Linked DNA regions of Mus musculus: all the other regions are linked to region 7. The links are chromatin contacts, called in public HiCAR-type, HiChIP or PLAC-seq and promoter capture Hi-C maps. All regions are on one chromosome and are shown on one strand. The core of a region is the stretch at or near the end of the contact, and the rest is flanking DNA. Distances in the headings are between cores, read along the strand shown.

Region 1 (3,857 bases), core at 700-3,199, 1.7 Mb after region 7:
GATGGTAAATGGATCAGGAGTTGACTTGGGTGGCAAGCATTCAAGGGATGGAGTGTCAACTAAAGAAAAGGCAGTTTAGAGCCAGGAGGTGGCGAACACCTTAATCCCAGCACTCAGAAGGCAGTGCCAACTGGAGGGAACAATTCTAGGACAGCCAGGTCTACACAAAGAAACCCTGTCTTGAAAAACCAAAAATACAACAAAAAAAGGGGGTGGGGGTGGTGGTTTTTTCCAAAAAGGATTGTGTGAATGTTTATACAACTCTATTAGTATGATGCACCTGAATTCTATACATTATGTATATATATATATATATATATATATATACACACACACACACACACACACATATATATATATATATATATTTTTTTTTTTTTTTTTTTTTTTTGGTTTTTCGAGACAGGGTTTTTCTGTATAGCCCTGGCTGTCCTGGAACTCACTTTGTAGACCAGGCTGGCCTCCAACTCAGAAATCCACCTGCCTCTGCCTGCCGAGTCGTGGAATTAAAGGCGAGCGCCATTATACATGTATCACCAGCAACGTTGACATCTATATGACTTATTAATATATAGACACAGAAGTACACACATACAAATATATACACACAGTCCTTGTTTTATCAACTAGAGAGAAGCCAAGGTCCTCTGAAATGAGGAAATTCCCTTATAGTGGTTGTCTGCAGGCAAGTCTGCGGGAACATTTTCTGGACTAATAACTGATGTAGGAGGAACCAGCCCACTGAGTAGAGCCACCCTGTATTTTAAAAGCAAACTTAGCTAGCTAGCCATTGGGAGAGCAAATGCAGCTTGCCCCCACCCCCACCCCTCACCTCTGGTTTCTGCTTCAGTTCCTGCCAGGAGTTCCTCCTATCTTGGCCTCCTCTGAGATGACTGTAACCCTTTCCTCCCCAAATTGCTTTTTGTCAGTGTTTTATCACAACAAGAGAAACCTAAGTTGGACACACTCACACAAAATACACCTAATCAAATCGGACACTGAATTGGCTTCATTCTAATTAAAAAAACAGCTCTACAAACTCCATAGCCAGTTTCTAGTCTGTTTGGGGGGGGGGGGGGGATGAAGTTGTGCTTTCAGAAACCACGAGACACCGTTAACGGACAAGCCTGTTCAACTCTCAAATTACTGACATGATGTGTGCAGCATGCAGAAAGCAAACGTGAAGCCCTGGTCCTCCACACACGTCAAATTATGAAAAGCTCATGAAAGTGGGTAGAAAACGGAGATTTAAGAAGACGTGAACACCGCTTCCAAATGAGACAGGGCAGAAGTGCGGGGCACGTGAAGGGGAAGGCGAATGAAGTCTTTTTTATTTTTTTCTATCAGTCAGCTTATCTTATTTGCAATAAATTCTTTTAATTGTAGCCATTATAATTATTAAAGTTCTTTCAACTTTGATTTACTAAAACCTTGTCCGTTTCTTCTTTAATGTATATCCCCAGTCAAAACAGCAAGGATCAAATCGAAGGAGTCTTCAAACGAGATCGGCTCCTGGAAGACAGGGACAGAAGCTGGAACCCTTACTTACTTCTTGTTCTCGCTGTAGAAACGTGCCTGGAGTTGTGCCATGGCTGAATATACACACGAGACTTCTCCACGAAAATGTGTGCGTTGATAATCAAGCAGCTCTAAGGTAGACTGCGCCGCAAGCGCAGCAGGAGCTAGGCTTCAGTTAGCTCCCTCAGGTTCCTACAGAACATACCACGAGGTTCGATTTCCACCAGCGCCCAGCCCGCACACATCAAGTACCTATTCCGAGATTTAGGAAACATCGATTAGTCAAGCGTAGTCCTAAAAGCATCCAGTCCCCTTAAGACTTTTGTTTCTTATCTATCTAGATTCGTAATCTATTAGGAAAATAAAGAAAATAACTAGCTTGAGCCAAATTTTAAGCGTGTCTTTAGACCCAGACCCTTTAGACTCAGCGCTCAGATACTACAAACCCCAGAAGGGAGCGCGTTTCAGACCCTCTGAACACTGGGAGTTGTAGGCTTTATTTATTTTGCCACACCGCATTTAGGGTCTCATATCTGCTTTTAATACTCCTTTCTCCGGGCAGATATTACACTTCCTGCTTCTTTATTCTGAGTGACAAAGGTCCCATCTGTTCGTCTTGTGTGCACTGTTCCAACAGCCAAATTCGGCCGAGACCATGTGTTCTTACCTCTGGCTTCAGAGCGGAAACTCGGGAAAGGAGAACGAGTCGGAAGGGAACTGGGCGACGGTGGCTGAGAAGGGTCTAATCTGATGGACCTGCGCTGCGCCTCCAGGAGGGGTGCGCCTGCGCATTGTGCTGGTCTCCACGGCGCGGCCTCGGAGCCAAGACGAGGTTGAGTAGTCTCGTTTTGAATTTTCTCCCTTCTGCTTACGGCGGACTCCCCTCTCGCGTTGTGGGGCTCGCTGCGGCGGCAGGGTTGGGGGAGCCGGAGGCCTGGCAGAGCTGTCTGTGCCCAGCGACCGGACGCTCCCTCCCAACCTCCCTTCGTCCCCCTGCCGCCTCCTCCCGTCACCTCCTGACCCTCCCGGGCTGGGAGCAACCGCCGGCCCCCGCCCCCGGCCGTCGCCGGACGCCGCTGTGCGCTGTCCCTGCGCCCTCGTCCGCCTCCACGGCGGCTCCTTCGCCGTGGGCCCGGGAGGGGCCCCGCGGCCGGGAGAAGGCAGGCTGCCGCAGGGGGAGGCGAGGTGTCTGTCCCGCAGAGGGTGCGGAGCCCGAGAACGCACCACCGCCACGGAGCATCCGAGTCCTGGGCCGGAGCGCCCGCCCGAGAGGGGCCTCTCCCCTCCTTTCCGAGTCTGACGTTTAGAAAAGTGTCCTCTGCACCTTCTCCCCTGCTTTCGGGCTTCTTTTATTATTATTATTATTATTAATTATTAATTATTTTTTTAATCTTGATGTCACTCAAAGGCTTGTCTCGGTCTCAATGGTCTCGATTATTACTCTAGTTATTTTCCTGAGTGGAGAATAGATGGGGGCTATTACTCTTAAGATCCCAAAGTCACTTTTTTAAGGCATTCGTCTGAAAACCTCCGGGGGTAGGGTGGGGTACAGGGACACACTACTCTGAGACAGCAATTTAGAGTCAGGCAGAACTGGATTGCAAAATGTGTTGGCTTAGCGGTATGAGTGAACCAGTGAATATGGTGAGAGGTTTTCTATATGTCGCCTAATTAAATTTAAATCCGTAGAAAACTAGAAGTTATCTAGTCAGTTGGAGGCGAAAACAATCATTTGTTAAGTGGACAACGACCCAAAAAGCATGACTGTTCTCAGTTTATTCATTTTACAGAATTGCATGCCCCATTACAGGAATGCCTGAATTTGATTCTACCTGTTACTTAACCTCTGTGCCACACTAAGATTAGCTGTGACAATTTAATGTCGCATAAGAAGCACTCAGAAAATGTTAACTATTTTTCTCATAAGAGCTACCAATAGAAGTTTTTACCACTGATGTAGGTGGAGGCATAAAATGAGAAAAACCTCTGCCCAAAATACAGGGAAAAAAAATTTCCTTGTTCAGATTGGGTTTGCTGATAACAGTGTTACCAGACGAATTAACTATTGAATTTTTACTGATAACATATAACTAATTAAAACATCATTTTAAACTTCCTTTAGTTTGGACTTAACAGATTAACAATACATTTGGAAGACAGTACATTTTTAAAATCTTAATTCGAGTGGAAAACTATGATTAGGAAGATATAGAACAGGAATTACTCAGAGTTCAGTTTGCAAAGCACACATCTTGAATTCACTAAAATATATTTTTATTTAGCTAAGGTATTTAGTTAAGGGAAGATAAGTGACTAAGAATACCTGGGACGAGCTTTTT
Region 2 (3,625 bases), core at 807-3,306, 1.3 Mb after region 7:
TGATTTATTAACATCACGTTCAGATACAGAGATAAAAGGAGGCTTGAATAAGCAAGCGAACAGTAAGGCTTGAGGAGTGTGTTTATGAAGGTATCCTGGAACTGCCCTTAGCCACAATGAAAGACCGGCAAAACCAGCCTTCAGAACAACCTTTCTGCCTACTAGAAGAAGGGAGGGCTAGACTTCACCTCTTAAGATCGCCCTCCCACGCAAATTTTCCACCTCGCAGTTAAAGAATTAAACCCAGACTTCCGATCATGGCGCCAAGCACGTCATCTTCTCCCCTCTCCCCTAGCAAAAATCCCACCCAAGTCGGCTGACCCTGTAGGGGATCCCTTCCCTATCCTGGTTGCCTGAATCAAGCCAAATTGAGATTTTTTTTTTAAAGAGGTTTAAAGTGGTTAGGAAACTGCAGTGCTGGCGGGACTGTCTCTATTCGATGAGTGAGGAGCTAGGACCACACTCCATACCTAGAAGCAACTACACTGCGTCGCAGTTCTCCTTTAACAGGCCCTGCAAAGACCCTCGGGCCTTTGTGAATAAAACCCTCCCCAGGAGAGGTGCGGGCGGAGCAGGAGACGCGCACGCACAGCAGGCCGGCGTGTGCGATCTTAAGTTTTCTCTCCGGTCTCGCGTGCTCGCAATTGCTCAGCAGCCTTGTCATCCAAGAGGGCCCCGGGGATGGCTGTTCGAGGAAAGCCCGACCCAGACTAGCGCACACACGTCAGCTTCGCGGTCTTCATGACTGAGGCAGGAGGCTTTTGTTTGGGCCGCGACGGGAGGGGGACCCGACGAGGCCCGGGTCTCGGCTCCTGGGAAAGGCGGCTCGGTCGGGATTCTCAGGGAAACCGAGGAGGATGCGCCCGCCGCCACCAACAACGACGGCGTGCCTTCGAGGCTTCTCGCCCACCTTCCCGGGTAGCCTTTAACCTACGTTAAACAAAAGATTGTGGCCGCCCTCCCTTACACGCTTGAACAGATCGCACGGCGTCCACGTGCGGAGCGTTCGCCTGTGTGAGGAAAGGGACCTAGGCTGCCCACCCGCAGCCCACGACAACCCTTCCCTGCACTGGGCGCCCAGGCGAGAGACGCCGCGCGAGGGCCTCACTCTCCAGCAAGCCTGGGAGTGAGGGGCGGGGCCGGGCGGGGCCGCGGGCGCGCAGGCGCAGTGCGGCTCAGTGGCGCCGCCGCCGCCGCCGCCGCCGCCGCCCGCGCTGCACCACAGGCCCGAGACAGACAGGGGTCGGCTGGAGAGCCGGAGACTGAGAGGAGGCGGCGGCGGGGGCGGGGCGACTCCGGTGACCGGGAGCGCCTCAGACTGGCAGCTGCGGCGACTCCCCCCTTTGTGTCTGGTCTGCTTGGAACCGCTGGAGGTGCTTCCCGGAGGGGCTCGGGGTGTTTCGCAAGCTCAGCTGCCCACCCCCTTCCTCGGCCACCTACGTCCGTCTTCCCGCCGCCCCCCGCCCTCGGCCCGCGACGCCCGAGCTCCGCCCGGAGCCCAGAGCTGCGGAGAACGAGGCGGCGGCGGCGGCGGCGGCTTTCTCCAGAGGGGCTGTGATTCGCTCCCGCAAGCCATCGACGGGAGGAGACCCGGTTTTCATGGTGGAATTTACTTCAGGCAAGAGCGAGGGGCTGGAGTAGCCGAGAGCGAGGCCGCGGGCGGAGCGCCCTCGAAGGGCCAGCCCCGCACCTCCCCGCGTGTCGCTCGCCCGGGCTCGCCGCGTCGCCGCGACCCTCCCCTCCCCCGCGCCCCGAGGCCCGGCCTGAGCGACCCTCGCGCGATTGTTCCGAGGAAGCTGTGGACTCGCCCATGGAAGCAGGCACCTTTTTCGACCCAGTCGGTGGGAAGGATTTGTTGATGTCGAAATCCGAGTGAAGGAAGCAACGAAGCGAAACTTTAAAAGGAACCCCACTGTCCTCGGAGTACGGAGCGATGCTACTCCGGCGGCCGGGCGCCGCTGCCTGCCCCGCTTCGCCCTTCCCGGCGGTCGGGAACTTGTTCTGATCCTCAGTGCTCCCATCGAGTCCCCGCCCTCCCCCCCCCCCCCCCCCCGGCACTCTGGATATGTTTTCTCCCAGATCTGGGTATTTTTTTGATATCGTGAAACTACGAGGGAAATAATTGCAGGGGTTTCTTCTGGGCTCCCTGCGTCTTCCCCATGGACATGCCTTCAATTTGGGGAGCCGAGACACCCCGTCCTAGGCGAATGAAGCCCCCCAGCCACGAGGGAGCGAAATGAAGGGAAATTCTGCAGTGGAATGAGAGCTCTACTAGCTAGGTCCTCGCATCTGCCATTTGTCCTTTCAAACTGCATTGTAATCCGGGCAGGATAAATCAGACGAAGAGCAGCCTCCTAGCCGGATTTCTCCGCCCGAATTTACTTTCCAGATTTCTTTTCTTTGCCCTCCTGCTTCTTTGCTGGCCCAGGGATGACTTCCTCGCTGCATCGGCCCTTTCGGGTGCCCTGGCTGCTATGGGCCGTCCTGCTGGTCAGCACTACGGCTGGTGAGTAGCCCTAGGTGGTATGTCCCAGCTCCTACTCCAGTGGGTGGCGAGGGAGAGAGCCTGCAGAGGCCGAGCCCTGTGCTCTCCCCTCGCAACGTGTGCTCTCGGATCCGGGTGGAGGAGCCAGCCAGGGAAATCACCTTCGGTGTTTGCGTGTTGTTTCCCGTCCCTACTCCCGTATTCCCTGACCCCTCCCCCACGGGGGGAAAAAGACATATTGGGTGTGGTATCTTGACATTTTTAGCTGTGAGGTAATGCAAGGATTAAAAATAATATTTTAATCACTAGTGAACTGTCTATTAGATTTTTGGAGATAAAGGTGGTTTTTTTACTTTGATGGAAAGAAGCAGATTTGGTTTACAATAAAAAGAACAACTAGACACACACTTGATTGAACCTTATTTTTACATTTAGATCACTCTTTGGGAATCCACATTACTTTTCGTTATTTAAAAATGTTACCTGAAAAAAAATGTTACCTGATGAATAGAGTAAACGTTGAGGAAGTCACTGTGTGAGAATCTTGATAACAGTGTATACTAACACAGTTGATGTCATCATTAATATTGTTTTGCTCCCAAGAATCTTAACTATTCTCTGTCTCTTTATCCTGGATATTCTTAACTTTGTATCCCTTTGGAATTACTGTTGGGCACAGAAGTGTTTTTGATAACTTTTCTATTAGTCATCTGGCGTCTGTTGGTTTTCCTGTCATTGAGACAATTTTGACCTCACATCAGACTTCGAGGAGATTTGACTCCTGAAAGTTCTTTGACATTTTCCTAACGTGTGAAAGGAAATGCTACTCCCCTTTCCTTTGGCCATTTCCTCTTTACTTCTCAATCGCCTTGAGAAAAAAACAACTCATATTCTCATTGCAGTTATTTTCAAGCAACAGTCTTCTGTGATTTGCTTTTAGAAAATTTCAGGAATGAATTCTTAAATAGTCACATGAAGTATGCATTTAAAATTGAGTACACAAAGTAATGGTTTTACAATTTTTTAAAAAGTAATTTTCACATTCAGTGAATTCTTCATTGCTGTATTAGACACAGAGATTACTTGTTTAATTTACATTTTAGATGTCTGTTCTGGGAAAATACTGAAAGAAAATTTGAA
Region 3 (3,430 bases), core at 634-3,133, 1.8 Mb after region 7:
ACTATGAGGCAAACACACACACACACACACACACACACACACACAGAGAGAGAGAGAGAGAGAGAGAGAGAATCAGCAGACAAAGAAGCTCCAACACTGAGAATCTCAGAGACAAGGCTGCCCACCTGACCAGAGAAGGAAGAGTATAAACTTTGGAATGATTGATTGCCTCTGTTTCCACTCTGTTCCAGCCAAACTGGCTGGAGATCAGAAGGTAAGTGAATAGGCTGTTGTTAATCAGTTGTCTCCTCAGATCACAGGGTTTTTAAATAATGTTACTGAAGCTTAATGATTTAATTCCCGTCCTCTACTCATTGATGTTTGTTGTGAAGGATAACGGGAACTCTACATTTTGGTGACAGAATCACAAAATTTACTTTCACCTTTGATATCCAAGCTACTGCATGGTCTGCAAAACGGAATTATTTATCCTGTGATTCTTGACAAGAAAAACTTGTAGATTAATCTAATAAGCGAGAATAGATAAGGGCTGGAAGATGGCTCAGTGGTTAAGAGCATTTGCAGCACACAAGACAATGTTCCCAGCACCCATGTCAGGAGCCCCCACCCCCACCCAGACCTCCAGCTCCCAGGGATAAGATATCTTCTGGCCTCAGAGGGTATACAAACATATGTGGCACAAGGACGCACACAGGGCATGTGGGGGCATTAGTATATTTTAAAAATAAAGGTCACATAGTGAACCCCCATGATGGCATTAGTAGCTTTACATTTATTTATCTATTGTGCATGTGTATATGCCAGAGGATAATTTTCATGAGTAGGTTCTTGCTTTCCATTTAGTGAGCTAGGGTCTCTTGTTTGTGGCCAGGGCTCGCTGGCCCTCCAGTCTCCATCTTGCATTTCAGGAGGTCTGGCTTGCACAGCAAGTCATCTCCCTCCCTTTCCTTTCTTCTTCTTTTCTTTTGTGGCAAGGTCTCATGCGGCACAGGTTGGTCCCAGACTTGCTAGGTAGCCCATGTCAGCGCTGAACTCCTGATCTCTCTCCCTCCATCTCCTAAGTGCTAGATCACAGACCTGTTTCTTCAGGGTGGCTTCGATTATTTCTGAAGCTTAGTGATTACATATAGAAGTTCATTTTATTACTTTGTTTCCTTGTGTGTGCTTGTTAGGAATCAAACACAGGGCATCTCAGATGCTAAGCTGCTCTAAAACTGATTTTTTTATATGTTTGTAAAATTTCACAATAGTTTCTTAAATGTTTAGATTTAAAAGGTTAATCTTACGCTTTTCTCCTCTCTTAAAACAATAGCAACAACAACAACCTTAAGAAAGTGTGTGCAGCTAATAAGACTGCCTTTTGCTTCTTTTTCTGAAAGACGGAACTCATTCCGTACAGCAGTCTCCTTGGAACAGACACAGAATGGCAGTGACAGTACAAAGGCAACGACGCCAGAACAGGTAAAGATTTCTTTTCTTCTTTTTTCGCTTTTGAGCTCTGTCCCAGGACCAATCCCATTTCTACAAAGAAATCAAATCGAGATCCCTTCGAGACGCCCTAGGGTCGCCGGTCCTCAGCTGATTCGCAGAGGCGCCGCCAGGCGAGGAAAGTTCCGTCCGCCCCACCTAGCAGGGGCGGGGAGCGACGTCAGCACGTCGGCCCTCACGTCCAGCTGGGTGACTACTGACCGGAATGCCCAGGCTGGCTCCGACCGCTTTCAGAGCCTGAGCGAGGGCACTGCGGCTGCGCAGGCATGCCGGGGGAGGGGCTTCGGGGCTGAGCGGCCCTCGAGGAGCGGCTGCCGGAGGGCCGGGTAAATCCCCAGAGGCCGGAATGATTAGCCCAGGGGCTGCTCCGCCCCTGGCTCCTCCCACCCCGCGTCGGCGCTACCCCGCCTCCGCCTCCGCCTCCCGCCCGGCTTCGGGGTGACACGGGGCTTCGCCGCGGGCAGGGCGGAGGGCAGCAAGTTAGCCCGCGGCGGGGTGGCGCCGGCGGGCCTGTGAGCGTGGTGAGGGGACGCCGAGGTCGGGCGGAGGCTGCCGCGGGGCGGGAAGGCCCGGGGGAATGCGGCGCAGGGCTGCAGCCTGAGGGGCGGCGGCGGCGGGCGAGGGGGCGCGGCCGGCCCGGGCGGGTCTGGCTGCGGCCGGTTGGCGTGGGTCCCGGGTCTGGGTCCCAGAGCGCTCCGGGCCGCGCTTCTGAAGTTGATTGGCACGCCTGACGTTTGTCTCTCTTGTTCGTAACGGGGACGCAGGGAGGAAATGGAAAGGTCCCCGGACTGCTGCGAGGCGGGGTCTGGGGTCGTCCCACGGGAGGTGGTCCTTGCCACGGTGTGTGAGCCCCTTTCTTCTTGGGTGGAGAGGTGGAAGCCAGGTAGGCAGGATGACTTTCGCTGTGTGGATGGTTAAAACAAACAAACCAGGAATTCCTCGGGCCCTCCCCCCACGCCCTGCCCTGCAACGCAGCAAACATTCCCAGCAACTTTTAAGAAGCTGGCGAGAAATCTCGGATATTTGTTGTGTTTGATCTGTGCTCCTGGTTAAAGGAAGGCGTGAGTAGGGAGCCGTCTTCCTTCCCATCTACCGCAGTTTTGGTTGTGAATCTGCCTGGAAGGTTTTAGTATTTTATGTTGATCATTAGTCGTGGTGTGCCAAACAGGAGTTTCTGGAATATCTAATCACATTAAAAATTTATCCCTTTGAATGGGGTGATCAAGGCAGACGGATATCTGGATTTTTTTTTTTCAAATGTGGCTTAAAAAAACTTAGGATATTTTTGTATTTCACAGACCTATTTACGAGACCAGCTACCCCTGATGAAGAAGTGTTGGAGTAGTTGCTGAAATTGACCCTTATTGACCTGAGACAGTCTTATTTGTTCTACGAATTTTTTTTTTTGTTTTTTTTTTGTTTATTCCACTGCTTTGAGCTTTACTGTAACGGCTGATAAACTTGGAAAATAAAGTAATATGATATGGTCTTGAACCGTCTTTTTGAGGAAATATTAAAGTACCAGAGTGGAAAGCCAGAATGGCAGCCAGAGAGAGGCTCTTTGAACTTTGGATGCTTTATTGTACAAAGGTAATTTGCTTTCCTTTTATTTCTGTACTTAAAATTACTTGATTATAAAATTTTGTATCCAGCATTATGACCTTATTGTGTAGTGTGTTTGTGCATATTGATAATCCTGAACTGGCAGGTGTGGTGGTGCATACCTTTAGTCCCAGAACAGAGTCCTAGAACAATGCCGGGCCAGGTGGTGTTATGTGAGTTTGAGTCTATCCTAGTGGACGTAAGACATTTCCAGGACAGCCAGGGCTGCAATTCTCAAAACAGAACCCCAAACAACTCCCCCATCCTGAATTTAAAAAACATGCAAGAGAAATAAATAAATTTTAAAAAACATGTAAGAGATCTTGAATTTCCCATATTTATTTTTCAGTTTTGAGTACATTGACAATATTGGCCTGCT
Region 4 (3,862 bases), core at 808-3,307, 1.5 Mb after region 7:
ATTGAACTCAGGACCTCTGGAAGAGCAGTCAGTGATCTTAACCGCTCAGCCATCTCTCCAGCCCTATAAAGCTTAATTTTCAAGTGGTGGAGAAAAGAGGGATCAGGGATCTAAGACTGTCCTCAGCTACATAGTGAGTTTCAGGCTAGTCTGAACTATATGGGACTCTACCTGTTTAAAAAAAAAAGGAACTAAGCAACTAGCTTCAGCAGACCATGTTTTAACTATGCAAACCATTTTAACTTTTGATCTAATACAGCTTATCTGATGAAAACAGTTTTTTAGCTTAAAAAAAGGAGGCCTTTAGGTCAGTAACAAACAAAACAAATTATCAGAGAGCCTAGGATACCAGAATATATTTCAAAAGGAAGCCATTGGCCATTTACACTTGAGTAAGACAGAAAGACTTAGTAACAGAATGTCTTTACTTTTCTGAGGTCTTTTCTGAGGTTTTGTCTGTTGGGATGCACACATATATGTACAATGATGAATGAATGAATGAATGAATGAATGGAGAGAGACTGCTAGAAAAGGAGTTCTGAGAACTTCCTGCACAGCCTCTTCTCATCAAATCCTTGGTTAATATTTAGAACTGTCTGTAGCAGATGGTATTGCTTAGCTGCACCTTACAAATAAGAAACTTGTTTATGGACATACCTGAGATCACAGGCTATGTGGGGGATCTGACTGTCTCCAGGACCCTAGGAACCTATCTAACAGCTTTCTACAGGAACCCAATAGGGCTTGAGGCCTAGAACCTGTTACCAGAACCACCACGCCTTGGTTAAGGGATCTTTTTAGAATGTATAGCTATTAAAGCCATAAAGGGATTAAGGATGCCACGTGCAGTCTGCATGTCGACTTTTTAATTGAAGAGGAACCCGCGTATTATGATTACTTTAGAATTTCTTGCCTTTCAGAGAGTTCTTATGAAAGCCATGGAGACTTATTTTCTCCACCAGACTAAACTATGAATGGTGGGCCAATGAAACGGCTCAGTCTGATGCATGAGTCTGATTCCCTGCACAGACATGTTAGAAAAGAACAGGCTGTCCTTTGACCTCTACATGCATGCACATGCTTATTCACAAACCAGATACATAAATGTAATAAATAAATAAATAAATAAATAAATAAATAAATAAATATGGGTGGTGCACCCAGTTCTGTCTCAAATAGAGAGGAGCAAGTGGAGGCCACAGCACTTTATAAACTTGCATCTTTCTAAGGTATAAGGGAACTGTAAAGTAACTGATTAAATAAATTCTTTATTACTTGAGATCTATAAGGGTGGGGGCTAGTAGCAACACTACTCGATAACTGAACTTCACAGATACCATCTAAAGTTGCATTCTAACCTGCAAATATAATCGTTCTGATATTTGAATCTTTGTAGCGCCAAAAAGAAAAGAGAAGAAAGATATAAAATACCCTAGAATTAAAGTTCTTTTATTTTAGAGCCCTGCTCATAGGTAGATGGAATTAGGGCAGAACAAAAAGATTGGGGGGCGGGGGTGAGGGGAGTCTCCAAAGAGATGTGCGTACGTGTTAACTTACAGACACCACTGCTGTAAGGAAATGAGTTTCAGAGGGAAAGAGTCGGTTCAGACCATCCCCGGGGACACCGTGGTCCCGTACAGTCCGTCCCTTTGGCCAAATTCCCGGAGTCCCAGGGGCTCCCTCCAGCGGGAAACAGGGACGCGCGTGGCCGGGCGCGCGCCTACACGTACACGCACGTGTACACACACACACACGCACGCACACACGTCCGCACACGCACGCAACCCCCCCTCACCCCCCACCCCCGCATCCCTCTACACAAGCCACAAGCGTTCCCTCCGCACCCCTCCTCCTGCCACGGCCGGTTTCCTCCGCCGCCCGACCCCTCGGGGGCGGGCCTCTTTCTCTTTAAAGAGCAGAAGCAGCCTCGGGAGCCGAGATGCGCGCAGCCAATCAGCGAGGCCGAGTGGCTCGAGCGCGCTGACGCTACACCAATGAGCGGCGGCAGGGGGCGGGGACAACGGAGGAGACACTATTGTTGATGAGGAGCCGCGGCGGCGGCTGCATCACCTCGTCGGTGCCCGTCGCTGCCCGCGCGCCCCCTGGTCCTGAAGTCAGGCTACGTCACCCGCTGGCTCAGGCCTTCCCTCGGGCCCCGAGCAGCCGGTCCCCGCCGCCCAGCACCCCCGGCCGCCGTCTCTGGGGCGGGGGGACCATGTCCCAGCGGGTGAGGCGCAATGGGTCTCCCACGCCCGCCGGCGCCCTCGCGGGTGGCGCGGTCGGCCCGCCCGGGGGCCCTGGGAGCCGCCTGCAGCCCATGAGGGCGACGGTGCCGTTCCAGCTGAAGCAGCAGCAGCAACATGGCAGCCCCACGCGGGGCGGCGGCGGCGGCGGCAACAACGGAGGCAACGGAGGCGCCTCAGGCCCCTCGGGCGGCGGCGGCAGTGGCGGCCCGCGCACCGCCTCACGCAGCACCAGCCCCACGCGCGGCGGCGGCGGCAGCGCGGCGGCGCGTACCAGCCCCACGGTGGCCACGCAGACGGGAGCGTCCGTGACGTCCACGCGCGGTACCAGCCCCACGCGCGGCACGGCGCCTGGGGCCCGAAGCAGTCCTCCGCGCCCGCAGCCGCCACCGCCCCTGCTGGGCACCGTGTCGTCGCCCAGTTCGTCGCCCACCCACCTGTGGCCGAGCGAGGTGATTGCGGCCCCACCCTCCGCCCGCGTCCGCCACCGGAGGAGGTCCCCAGAGCAGGGCCGACCCTCGGCGGAGAAGAGGAGCCCCAGCGCCCCGGTGTGCAAAGCAGGTACGTGGAGGACAGGGGTCCTGTGCCGCCGAGTGGGGACTGCAGCGCTCCGGTGGGGCGGGGCGGGGCGGGGCGGGGCGTGCGGTCCGCCACCCCTGCGTCTTGCCCGTGCGGGTCTCCGCCGTGGAGGTGCGGCCGCTAACCTTGGGCCTGGGCTCAATTTGTGGAAATCATAAACCCTGGGGTTTGGCCTTGCGTCGCTACTGCTGGGGCTGGTCCTGTCACTTTTGGTGACGCGGTTAATGCTTGCAAATAGCACTTGTGTGCTGCTTAGTGTTTCTGTTCCACAAAACAGTTTCGGATCTGGAGGACTGAATGCATCAGCAAAGGCGGATTTGGATCATTGAAGAGTTGTGAAGCTGGGAGCAGTTTTTGCATTTCGTAAGACTTAATGAGTAGCAAGAAGGGAGAAGTTAAGCAAGATTGCTTTGGGGTGTGTGCATAGGTCTATGTATGTGTTTACACATATACGTAAATGGTAGATAGCTAGCCTGAGGGTCTGAGTGTGTTTCTGAGATACTGGTTTTATTTCTCTTAGACTTATTCTTTGCTTCCCGCACCCCCCCCCCCCCAACACTCTCACTACCGCTGGCTGACCTGGAACTTGCAGTGTAGACCAGGCTGGCCTTGATCTGCCTGCCTCTGCCTTCCTAGTGCTGGGATTAAAGGCCTGCCCATTTTGTTTTGCTTTGGTTTTTTATGTTTATTTTTTATTTTTTGTTTGCGTTTTGAAACAGGCTCCCTGTAGCCTCATCTGGTCTGTAACTCACCATGTAGATAGGTTAGCCTCACCAACTGCCTCTGCCTTCTGAGTGCTGGAGTCAAAAGCATGCTACTTTGCCAGGCTACAAAATGCTTTTAAAAGATGTTAAGAGGATTCCCTCCCTTCAATAATGGGCAAGTGGTTTTCATACACGACCTCATTTTAGCTTTCATATTTTCCTTTAGATGGGTTAAGAACAAGTGGTGACAGGTGAGCTTTGACTCTGCTTGTATGCCACAGAGAACAAGTCTTCAAATTAGATCAAGGGAGCAACTTCTAATGTATAAGAGAACGT
Region 5 (3,816 bases), core at 557-3,056, 1.3 Mb after region 7:
CAGGCCTTTTAGAGCTGCTAAGCCTGCTCTTTGTAGTATTTGTCATGTGTTCTCATAGTTGATGTTTTCCTGTTAGGCAGCATAATCTCAACTAGAAATTGCAAAAACACGTTTTCCCTGTACACTGTAGAAAATAAAGATGGACAAAAATGATAATATAAGCTCTAAGCCAGCCACTCATGCCGTCTGTTCACATTTGTGATGATCCTCATAGAATTTAAACTTTTTTCTGTTGAGTAAAGAAGTGAGTTGATTGGAAGCTTTAGTAGCAGGCATAAAGTACAGAGGGGACTTAAATGGTCTGTGGTGGTGCATGCCTAGAGTTACTTGCTTGTGATATTATAAAATATTGGCCTATATGAGGGAATTAACAAATATATGCGACAGGGAAAGTGTTATGATTGAAACAGTTTTGTTTTTTAAAACAAATTTTTTTCTCCAACATGGAATTTGTGTGCCACAAAATCCAGGGTCAAAAAGATACTTGTTATCTGTGTTTATACTATTCATTAATACTCTTTGGGAGGGTTATTTGAGGGATGCACTTATCCATAGGGAAAAGATAGAAACTTTTTGCTGTTACTTTTGGTTAAAATCCGGTGAGTATATGAGTACCTTGTAATTTTTTTTAAAGATTTACTTAATTATTTTTAAGATTTATTTATCTTATTTATAAATACACTGTGGCTGTCTTCAAACAGACCAGAACAGGGCATCGGATCCCATTACAGATGGTTGTGAGCCACTGTGTGGTTGCTGGGAATTGAACTCAGGACCTCTGGAATAGCAGTCAGCACTCTTAACTGAGCCATCTCTCCAGCCCAATACTTTGTAATTTTAAAGCTAAACAAATGGCTGGAGTGATGATGGGTGAGTGGTTAAAAGTGCTTAGTACACTTAATACACCGGGCTTCAGATCCCATTACCAGCATTACACAGGTCATTACTACCCATCACTCAGTTACAGGGGATTTGATACTGTCTGGCCTTTAAAGGCACCTGCACTTAACTAGTGCACAAAAACTCCCTTTGGCTGGGGCTAGAGAGATGGCTCAGTGGCTAAGCGCACTAAACTACATGGTAGCTCAACAACCATCTGTAATGCAATCTGATGCCCTCTTCTGGGGTGACTGAAGATAACGACAGTGTACTCATATATATAAAATAAATCTTTTCTTTAAAAAAAAATCACATAGGTACATGTGCAGATTTTAAAAGTCTGGAAATCAAATAAAATAGCAGTAGTCCACTTAGTCCAACAAGCAAGAAAAAAACTTCCTCAGATTTAATAATGCTTTGCATCTTGGGATGCAGCCTAGCCAAAAGGGTAATTGGAAGGTTTCTCTATTTAATTTCCATCAACTTCTTAACAAACATACTAGAAGCAAACACTATGTACAGTTGAGAAAAGTATATATATTATACCCGAGATCAATATTGTTTTAAAATACCAGATTCCAATGAGATAGATCATGCTTATCTGTTCTATCCCGGCCTGTGGCTTACAAGGACCAGGTACACCAGGGAGGCAAGCTGGGGCTGAAAGAGACTTAGACTGCGAGAGGTTAATGGAGCCGAGACATGTTTCAGTTCAAGGCCCTCCGTTTCCTAAGAGAGTGTGCTTATAAAAGGGGAAGGCCCATCCCCTCCAGTCCATTCTTGGTGTCTGGAGCCAGCCTATAGGTGATGCGCAGAATAGAATGTTCCTCTGGAATGTATCAGGTGCTTCTCAGCAGGTAGCAGTGTCTTGGAGAGAGCAGTGGCAGCTGGCAGAACAAAAGAAGCCATCTAGGTCGGAAGGCTCCACCTTAGGTAATTTCCTTCTCACTGGCAGCAAGGTCAAAGTCTGGAGCAGCCTGCTTCAGGGCTGAGGGAGGCTCCACTTATCATTTCCGGAGACTGAGGCAGATTGTTCCTGTGAGTTTAAGTTGAACCTGTGAATTCACATTAGTGAATTCTTTTTGGTTTTTCAAGACGGGGTTTGACCAGGCTGGACTCAAACTCAGAAATCCGCCTGCCTCTGCCTCCCAAGTGCTGGGATCAAAGGTGTGTGCCACCTCTGCCTGGCTACATTGGTGAATTCTTAAAAGACAATATCTGAAAACCCACAACGGTGAATTTTCAAGAAAACTTATTTTTCATTTAATGTGAATGTTTTTATAGGAAAAATTGAATCTCAGCTGTATCCATAGTCCTGTTGTTAATGAACTTATGAGAGGAATCCGATCACAAATGGATGGCTTGATTCCTGGGGTAGAACCACGTGAGATGGCAGCCATGTGTCTTGGATTGGCCCACAGGTAAGTACAGAAGTTAAATGTATGCTTACTCATATACATACACATATTTATATACATCTGTCCTAAAAGTGTGTAAGTATTAATGTCAGGGAGATGCTGCTGTTGCCCTCAAGAAAAAACTTGCTCAGCATCAATAAAGCTGATAAGTGGTAAAAATACAATTATTAGACCCAGTGTATTCTTTTTGGTTTTTCCAGGCAGGATTTGTCTGTATAGCTCTGGCTGTCCTGGAACTCGGTCTATAGACCAGGCTGGTCTTGAATTCAAAGATCCAACTGCCTCTGCTTCCGAGGTGCTGGGATTAAAAGAGTGTGCCACCCCAACCTGGCTATTGCCTATATTCTTTTAAAAATGAAAACTTATGGCAGGCTTTCTTTATATCTTCAGTGTTGGATCATTTCTTCCCATAGCTTTGCTTTGGTCTGAGAAAGAACTTTGCTGTGTACACGTGTTTCTGATTGGGCCAGAAAAGGCTGTCAGGTGTCCCTTCATTCTTCCTATTCCTTTGAGGCAGACTCTCCCCCTGGTTTCCGGGGCTAGGCCAGAAATCCTCAAACCTCATTGATCCTTCTGCCTCCCAGCTGAGGTTTGTTTAGGCACACATGGAATTGCTGACTTGTTATGTAGGTACAGGGATCAGACTTCCACAGCTCATGATTGTATAGCCAGTACACTTAACTGCTGAGCCATCTGTATTATTCAGCGAGCCATAACATGCTAGGATTGTTGAAAGTAGTATCCTAATAGGCCGCAGTGAAACATACCTTTAATCCCAGCACTCTGAGGTCCCAGATAGTCTGGTTTACAGATGAAGTTTCAGGACAGCCAGGTAACAAAGGGTTTTATGTATAGTGCTTAAAAATAGTACAACACTAAGAAAACACAACTGCTTCTTTCTCATAAAAATCAGAGATACTAGCCCAGCAGTGATGGCGCATACCTTTAATCCTAGCACTAGAGAGTCAGAGGCAGTCAGATTTCTGTAGGCCAGAATGGTCTACAGAGTCAGTTCCAGGACAGCCAGGGTTACAATGAGAAACCCTGTCTTGAAGAAGGAAAGTATTTATTTATTTATTTATTTATTTATTTAGAGATACTGAAAATGTTCTGCAATGTAAAGATAACACCCTGAGGTATGCAATTGTAGGGCTACAGATGTCATTAATACCACGATTTGCTAGCTCACATGAAGCCTTCTCTATAATTTTCTGTATCCCGATATTATACAAAGGCTGTGGTATTTCTTACTTTGGAGTGTATTAAAGACCTACTGTGTAAAAGCAACAAAACTGGGCTGGAGAGATGGCTCAGTGGTTAAGAGTACTGACTACTGTTCCAGAGGTCCTGAGTTCAATTACCAGCAACCACATGGTGGCTCACAACCATCTATATAATGGGATCCGATGCTTTCTTCTGTTGTGTCTGAAGACAGTGACAGTGTATTGACATATATGAAATAAATTCTTAAAAAAAAAAGCAACAAAACTATAAAATATACAATATGACTTGCTCTATC
Region 6 (3,520 bases), core at 511-3,010, 1.9 Mb after region 7:
CCCAGGTTGGGGGGTGGGGGTGGGGGGGGGGACTCAGTGCTGGAGCAGTACCAGGCAGGTACCAGGCATGATTTTGATTTGGGACTGGGAAGGTTGAGGACCAGATACCTTGAGAAAGTGGTACCTAAAGTTATATAGCTATGGTGCTGGAGAGATGGCTCAGTGGTTAAGAGCACTAAACTAGCTGCTCTTCCTGCAGTCCAGAGTTCAATTCCCAGCAACCACATGGTGGCTCACAACCATCTGTAATGAAATCTGACGGCTTCTTCTGACATGCAGGTGTACATGCAAATAAAGCACTCATATACATAGAATAAGTAAATCATTAATGTTATGTAGCTACACTGTATATTTCAAATTTTTATCTGCTGTTGATGTGGGCCATCATTTTGATGAGAAATGTCTTTAAAACCGATTTAAAAAACAAACCCTTGAAACACTCAGGGCAGTTTGAAATACATTCAGAGTTAAAAGCACAGCTCTTGCTGTGTGAGGTGGCCCATGCCTAAAATTTTAGCGACTTGTAAACTAAGACAAAATCAAACGTTTGAGGCCAACTTGAGCAATGTAGACAGCTTTGTCCCAAGACAGGAAAAAATGTGATTTCCAATCGACGAAATCTTGAGTGGAAGTATTGTTACAGCTTCAAAAAGATATGGCATGTTTTCAGTGAGGTATGATTCCTTCTTAAGCAGTAGTCATTACAGGAGCTCTAACTGCAATTCCAAATGACATGCCAAACGGTATCAAGAAAATTTGATATTCAAGCTATAAAATCTATAAATTGTTTTAGGATGCTTTCACTAAATGTAGTGCCAATAAGTATCAGGCTTTACCTTATACTAACCCATGTTAAAATTTCTGAGTTGGATAGAACAGAAGGATCTCAAATTACAGTAATGCTCTGACCAAGCAATGTTTGAAAAACATAAGCACACAACATTGCTTTGCCAGTGCTCAGTGCTTCCTAGAACGCCCAATAGTACCCTCCACTGGCTACTCTATATGGTATTATTTTGAATGAATTGATTTTGATTTAATGAGGCAGGAGCTCAGGTAACCTAGGAATTGGTTATGTAGTTGGAAATGACTAAACACTTGATTTTCTTGCCTCCACCTTCTGACGCTGGGATTACAAATGTGTGCCAACCAGCCAGGTTTATGTGGTGCTGGGGACTGAAGCCAGAACTTTGTACTAGAAAAGCAATCTACCTCCCCAGCCTCTGGTTTTCAGTTTTCCATAGAAGAAAATGGAGCTTGCTAAATTCAAGGAATTTATTGCAAATTATCAGTAACAGAAATCCTACCCACTGTCTGCCACCGTGGCCAGAAATCCTACCCAATGTCTGCTACCGTGGCTAACGCCTTTAATTCCAGCACCAGGAAGGCATCTATTAGTCAGAGGCCAGCCTGGTCTACATAGTTCCAATCTAGACAGGGATACATAGTCAGATCCTGTCAAAACACAGAAACCAGCCACGTTCACTGGAGCGCTTTTGAGCAATAAGGAGCATCTAACGGTGCCTAGCTCTTCAGCCATGCATGCAGGTGTCCAGGTGAGACTGGCTTCGGTTGTGAGTCCTACTTAAATGTACTTAAGTCTACTTTGTGCAAGCGGACTGGTGTCGCACGCAGCTTGATTCTAGCCAGGCCAGGGTGGGACCCGGGCCTGGAGGTTTCCTTGTGGCCTGTGAGTCGCCAGCAGACCAAGGGTGACGCCCAGCACGGGCGTGGCGGGGCGACCGCGGCTCCTATTCGCCGACCGCCTGAGGCCACCTCCCTCCCCAGCTGCGGGCGCCACCACGGAGCTCACGGCCGAGGACCGCGCGGGCGGGCGAGAGGAAGCATGCTGGACTTCGCCATCTTCGCCGTGACGTTCCTGCTGGCGCTGGTGGGAGCGGTGCTGTACCTCTACCCGGTAACTCCCAACTCGGGTTTCGGGGGTGCGCCTGCGCCGCGAGGACCTGGGCGGGCGGTCGGCCGGGAGCGCTTGCGGAAGAGCCACGTGGCTCCGCCCCGGCGTGCGTTCCCCGTGCGCATGAGTGCTGTGGTCGCTGAGCTGTGGTCCTGGGCGGGTCCCTCATTCTCCCTGTCCCGGACGGGTTTTGGGAGGTGGCGATCAATTCATTACCTTGGGTGACTTTGGAGACATTGACTTCTTCGAGCCCCAATCCCATTTGCTTCTACATCAGGGGAGAAACTCCTTCCATCTTTTCCTAGCATCCCCCTGCATATGCCCCGGCACCGTTGTTGGAATGGGCGAGCTGAGCTCCCCAACCCAAACTTTGTCCACCTGTCCTTTTCAGAGGGGAACCTCTCAAAACTCCGGAGTTACTGTTAAGGAACTTCCTTAAAGTGTATTGTATAAAGCTGGGCGTTGCATACATCTGTAATCCCAGCCCGGGGTGAGGAGGATGGGGTGGGAGCTCAAAGCTCACCCTGGACTACATCAAACCCTGTCTTTAAAAGAATATGTATGTACAAAGTGTGGTGGATTTATGGAAAAGTGGAAAGGTAGTGAACAGCCCCGGGTAGATGAATGGTGATGGAGATGCCCCTTAGAAGTGTCCTGTTCTGAGTTAGTGGTTGATTAGACTAATATAGAAACCACATACCTGAACTCCTGAGAAACAAAACACTGATATGAAGAAGTTGAGAGCTCAGGCCTTTCAAGAATAAGAGGACTGTGTCCTAGCCAACTGGAGCGAATGTAAAACCAGACCGGGAAGACAGATGGGTGTAAATGGCTGAAAAGCTATTCAAAGGACTTTTAAGTCTGCGTTCTACTGGAGGATTTCAATGGATAAGTGGCTATTTTAGTTTAAAGGAAAACTGGGAATGCTGTGTTGGGCCTGTAATCATAGCACTTGGATGGTGGAGGCAGGAGAGTTCAAGGGTTTCTTCCAAAATGGACCTGAGTTCTAGGCCAGTCTGGATCACATGAGCCCTTGTCTTAAATTTTAAAATTTGTATACTAGAAAAAAAATTAAAAATATATGTGGCAAAAAAATGTCTTCAATTCATTCCTTTTAAAAAATGCAAATCTTGGAATCAAGGGATTTTCAGCTTTAAAGGAGAACTTTAATTTGCAGGCTGGCCGTGTCTAATTCCCAGACACTCTGGGAGCTCTGGTGGGAGGATTGTAAGCTTGAAGCCATCTTGGGCAATGAATGTTGTGAGACCCCACTTCAGAACAATCCTAATATTATTAGTAAAGTTTTCTGATAGTCGTCCCGCTACTGTGTTAAGAACGGACTGTAATTATGGGGCTGAGGCAAGGGTGGGGTTAGAGAGAGTAGGCGGAAAGATAACTGCTGTCATTTTGGTGAGAGATGGTGTGTGCTTGAACCCCAGTGTCATAGCACATGGTGAGAAATACAACATTGTTAAGATAAAGCCAGTGAGACGGGATATAAAACTCGAGGCTGAAAGAAGCTGGAAGAAAAACACTTCTGGGGGTGGAGATGGGGACTGGCAGATAGAAGAATGGATTTCCCCATGGAATGTGAAGATTTTGTTT
Region 7 (3,588 bases), core at 263-2,762:
CCAAGTCTCCGACCAACGTAACCACAAGTGACCCTAATTAAGAAGTTTTTTTTTAACTGGGCGTGGTGGTGCACACCTTTAATCTCAGCACTCGGGAGGCAGAGGCAGGCGGACTTCTGAGTAAGAGGCCAGCCTGGTCTATAAAATGAGTTCCAGGACAGCCAGAGCTATACAGAGAAACCCTGTCTGGAACAGCCCCCGCCCCCAAAGTGTTTTGTTTGTTTTTGGTAAAATACCAGTTTGGATGTTATGAAGTGTTTGTTTACAGCTATTAAAAAAAAAAAAAAAAAAAAAAAAAAGCTGCTCAGCAGATGACCTCAATTCCCAATTCACCGTCAAGTAAATGCCCACGGTCCCCGCTGACACTCTTACTGCTAGCAGAGGGAGACTGGGAAAATTATGAAAATATGGGAGGAAAGCCTGAGAAGGTAACAGGCGCGCCTTTTATGCCGAGTCAACAAAATTCGGGCTCCACCAATAAAGCCACTCTACTTAACTGTACAGGACAGGCCATGATGTTGAAAATAAAGCTGTTCAGAGCGGAAGTGACGTACAATCTTAGGGTGTTCCCCTCCTGTTTCCTAAAGGTAAACAACTCCCCCGTTACAACTTTGTTTACAAAGGAAATTTTCTATAACTTTTTTTTTTTTGAGACAGGCTCAAAGGGGATTAAAAGGCGAGCGACAGGCAGTACAGCCCGGCCGTCTTGAGTTTTAATGTTACAAAACCTAAGTAAATCCTAAACCTTCTTAAAAATCACTTGTTCCTCGCTCTCACAAGCGCTGTCCCGGTGTGCCTCGTTTTCATTATGCTCGACTTCGCTATCTATCGACCGCCTCTGAAATTCTTTTCTTCGTCGAAGGCGGAAACTACACAGAACTGAGGTGACAGCCTGCTGTGACGCTGTCCCCGCAGCGCCCATCTCTAACAAGATCAGCGACCGCAGCGTGTGGGGCCGGCCTGGTTACCAAGACCTTTCGCTTCAAATATAAAGAAAAACAGCACCAAAACCTGCGCCGTGCCACCGCCGAGAGCAAAACCAGGACCGACCGAGTCCAAGCGAAGGCCGCGCCCTGGCGCCGCCATGGCGAAGGACGAGCGCGGCCTTCCCCCTACCGCCATCTTAGGTCCCGCCGCGGCAGCTCGGGCTCTTGCAGTCGGCCGGCCCTCCTCGGGACGCGGAGCCTGCGGGCATCGTCCCCGCCTACGCAGAAGCCAGCGGCCAGAGCTCCGCAGCCGGGGCACAGAGCCCCTTCGCGTGGCTCCGCCGTGAAGAGCCGCAGCGGGGTCCTTGGAGGCGGCGGGAAGATACAAGGAAAGGCCCTGACAGACACCGCGTCTTACCTTTCCAACCCTGAAGACAAAGCTTGCAAGGCGAAGACAAAGCTTACAAGGCGACGGCGAGAAGTCTGCAAACGATTACGACGATCTCCCAACACAAAATGGTGCGGACAGACGCAGTGCGAGCTTCTTCTCGGAAAAACTGGTGACGTAGATGGGCGGGGCCTATACCGGTCCTGAGTGCGCAGGCGCGGGCCCGCTGCCCAAATGGGCGAGGGATGGAAGGACTTGGTCCTGACTGTCCTTGCTGTGGCTTCTTGAGGATACTTAGACACTACAGGTTACAGTAATAGTATAATCCACGCTCGCTCTCCCTCTCTCCTTTTTCTCTTCCCTCCTGACTGCAACCTTTTAAACTACACCAACAAAGTATCTCTGGTTAGTAACTCAGTGACTACAGTTATGTTGACCTGTCTTAAACTAGTTTTTAGTGGTTGGGTATGACATGCACTGACGCCAAAAATGTTAGAAATGAGCATGGTGGCACACGCCTTTAATCCCAGCACTTGGGAGGCAGAGACAGGCGGATTTCTGAGTTCGAGGCCAGCCTGGTCTACAAAGTGAGTTCCAGGACAGCCAGGGCTATATATACAGAGAAACCCTGTCTCGAAAACCAAACCAAACCAAACAAAACAAAAAGTTAGAAATGGTGGAACAGGAGCGGAATAGTGTAAATAGACAGATTAGTAAGTAGTCTTGAAGACTTTGAGGATGCCCCCCCCCCCCCCATAGTAGCTTCCCCCAGCCTTGAGTAGGCTGGCTTTGACCTTGTTGCCACTGAGAATGAGACTACCTGGGGTGGAACCTTCCAACTTAGATGGCTCTATTGTTCCGTCACCTGCCACTGCTACCTGCTGAGAGGCCCTTTAGATATTCCAGAGACTTCATCCAGCAGATCACCTACAGGCTGGCAACAGGCATCAAGAATGGCTTGGGGGGCGGGGGGTTATGGTTTTGAGACAGGGTTTCTCTGTGTAGCTCTGGCTGTCCTGGAACTCACTTTGTAGACCAGGCTGGCCTCAAACTCAGAAATCCGCCTGCCTCTGCTTCCCGAGTGCTGGGATTAAAGGCGTGCGCCCCACGCCAGGCTTAAGCACAGACTCTTAGTAAACTTGGGGGCCTTGAACAGAAATGTGTCTTGGCCTCCATTATTTCTCTCGCCATTTCCTTCCATACAGCTCCGGCCTCCCACTCAGGAACCCAGTTAGTGTGGCCTCAGGCGGCTTAACTCCTATTTCGCTGGTAACTCTAAAAAGGTAGATATTAGGGGGAGGAGAAAAAGGGGGGTGCGTAGGTATCAGTTTTGCAACTCCTTTGCTTTCACCTTTAAGAGTTAATCTAGACCTGGGCATGGTGGCATATCCCAGCACTAAGGAGGCAGAGACAAGGGTTATCTCTGAGTACAAGTTCAGTGTGGTCTATATCGCAAATTCTAGCCAGAACTAAAAACAGGGGAAGAGGAGGGTGCTGGCGTTGGCTTAACAGGTAAAGACACAATGCCACCAAGCCTACCTGAGTTCAATCTCCAGGAAACACATACTGGAAAGAGAGAATCAATTCCTACACACACACACACACAAATAAAGTATTTTTTAAAGAAATTAAAAAATTTTTTAAAAATTTAAAAAATTTTAAATGTACATGTATGAATATTTTGCCTACATGTATATGTTGGGGTCCAGGAGTTGGCTCACAAACCACACAAACACTGATCTCAGTCAGACAGGGATAGTTTATTGAACATATGCCCTAAGACTGATCGATCAGGGCTGCAGCTCAGAATTCGAGGGCTGAGCCATGACTACAAACATTTCTCAGGGACAGCTTATTAAAACACACACACACACACACACACACACACACACACACACAAAGTGCTGTGAATTCATACCCAGGTGCAGGAAGTGCTGCCCGGTAGTTAGCTCTGACTCCAGCCATTTTAGATGTAACATCTCATATTGACTTTTAACTTGATGGGTCCTACATAAAGCTTTGTGGAATTTCTTAACATTAACAAACCTCATACAGAACATAACAGGATATGTGATCAGCATGACCCTGCTCTGAGTCAAGTTATTCTCTGTGTCAACAACTGGCAGGCACATTACAGCAACAGTATGAAATAGCTGGAGGGCATGGAACAAAATGACTACAGCTATGCAGGGGCCAGACCTCAACATATATATATGCACGCCAATGGATGCTTGTTGCCTAAGGAGGCCAGAAAGGAGGGTCAGATCCCTTGGA

Evidence for each region. Promoter capture Hi-C pulls out the DNA fragments that hold promoters and counts their contacts. HiCAR-type assays count read pairs that join an accessible place to other places. HiChIP or PLAC-seq counts read pairs in DNA pulled down with a chosen protein or histone mark. Capture Hi-C pulls out chosen DNA fragments and counts their contacts.
Region 1: a contact with region 7 is called in a HiCAR-type map of astrocytes, with 5 times the contacts expected there. The contact joins the promoter of Wdr12 here to the promoter of Clk1 in region 7. A contact is called at or near these places in 2 of 39 promoter capture datasets (hippocampal neurons and liver), 2 of 484 Hi-C or Micro-C datasets (embryonic stem cells and muscle stem cells), 1 of 115 datasets of contacts at active chromatin or transcription factors (astrocytes) and 1 of 9 other capture datasets (liver).
Region 2: an H3K27ac HiChIP or PLAC-seq map of regulatory T cells shows a contact between it and region 7, with 4 times the contacts expected there. The contact joins the promoter of Bmpr2 here to the promoter of Clk1 in region 7. A contact is called at or near these places in 3 of 115 datasets of contacts at active chromatin or transcription factors (large pre-B cells, regulatory T cells and thymic regulatory T cells) and 2 of 9 other capture datasets (adipose tissue and liver).
Region 3: a contact with region 7 is called in a promoter capture Hi-C map of liver, with 4 times the contacts expected there. The contact joins the promoter of Nbeal1 here to the promoter of Clk1 in region 7. A contact is called at or near these places in 3 of 39 promoter capture datasets (the C10 cell line, liver and pre-B cells) and 2 of 115 datasets of contacts at active chromatin or transcription factors (astrocytes and pancreatic cancer cells).
Region 4: a promoter capture Hi-C map of liver shows a contact between it and region 7, with 2.8 times the contacts expected there. The contact joins the promoter of Fam117b here to the promoter of Clk1 in region 7. A contact is called at or near these places in 2 of 39 promoter capture datasets (hippocampal neurons and pre-B cells) and 1 of 9 other capture datasets (liver).
Region 5: a contact with region 7 is called in an H3K27ac HiChIP or PLAC-seq map of embryonic stem cells, with 5 times the contacts expected there. The contact joins the enhancer-like site here to the promoter of Clk1 in region 7. A contact is called at or near these places in 13 of 39 promoter capture datasets (the C10 cell line, the HPC-7 cell line, HPC-7-derived erythroid cells and 9 more), 24 of 484 Hi-C or Micro-C datasets (CD4 T cells, CD8 T cells, DN3 thymocytes and 14 more), 14 of 115 datasets of contacts at active chromatin or transcription factors (the 230-238 cell line, astrocytes, cardiomyocytes and 8 more) and 3 of 9 other capture datasets (adipose tissue, embryonic stem cells and liver).
Region 6: a HiCAR-type map of astrocytes shows a contact between it and region 7, with 5 times the contacts expected there. The contact joins the promoter of Cyp20a1 here to the promoter of Clk1 in region 7. A contact is called at or near these places in 2 of 39 promoter capture datasets (both in liver), 1 of 115 datasets of contacts at active chromatin or transcription factors (astrocytes) and 2 of 9 other capture datasets (adipose tissue and liver).

Annotation. Positions count from the first base shown.
Region 1 is chr1:60,095,958-60,099,814 of GRCm38.p6, forward strand. It overlaps Wdr12 (WD repeat domain 12), which reads right to left and starts at 1,950. Exons shown (of 13, transcript NM_021312.5): 1 at 1,550-1,950. The coding sequence starts at 1,590. Carf (calcium response factor) reads left to right here and starts at 2,290. Exons shown (of 16, transcript NM_139150.5): 1 at 2,290-2,350.
Region 2 is chr1:59,762,223-59,765,847 of GRCm38.p6, forward strand. Bmpr2 (bone morphogenetic protein receptor, type II (serine/threonine kinase)) reads left to right here and starts at 2,057. Exons shown (of 13, transcript NM_007561.4): 1 at 2,057-2,506. The coding sequence starts at 2,431.
Region 3 is chr1:60,178,716-60,182,145 of GRCm38.p6, forward strand. It overlaps Nbeal1 (neurobeachin like 1), which reads left to right and starts at 1,884. Exons shown (of 55, transcript NM_173444.2): 1 at 1,884-1,970; 2 at 2,748-3,039. The coding sequence starts at 2,989.
Region 4 is chr1:59,910,949-59,914,810 of GRCm38.p6, forward strand. Fam117b (family with sequence similarity 117, member B) reads left to right here and starts at 2,058. Exons shown (of 8, transcript NM_001037725.3): 1 at 2,058-2,804. The coding sequence starts at 2,216.
Region 5 is chr1:59,696,160-59,699,975 of GRCm38.p6, forward strand. It overlaps Nop58 (NOP58 ribonucleoprotein), which reads left to right. Exons shown (of 15, transcript NM_018868.2): 5 at 2,164-2,300. Among named protein-coding and RNA genes, the nearest start is that of Snord70, 6.1 kb to the left of the region's middle. Within about 2 kb of position 1,807, at least 19 of the 459 cell types and tissues checked have an H3K27ac peak or open chromatin away from gene starts, as enhancers often do. A contact at or near this core is called in differentiating embryonic stem cells and embryonic stem cells, where this site is marked.
Region 6 is chr1:60,341,540-60,345,059 of GRCm38.p6, forward strand. Cyp20a1 (cytochrome P450, family 20, subfamily a, polypeptide 1) reads left to right here and starts at 1,761. Exons shown (of 13, transcript NM_030013.3): 1 at 1,761-1,918. The coding sequence starts at 1,847.
Region 7 is chr1:58,422,576-58,426,163 of GRCm38.p6, forward strand. Clk1 (CDC-like kinase 1) reads right to left here and starts at 1,513. Exons shown (of 13, transcript NM_001042634.2): 1 at 1,345-1,513.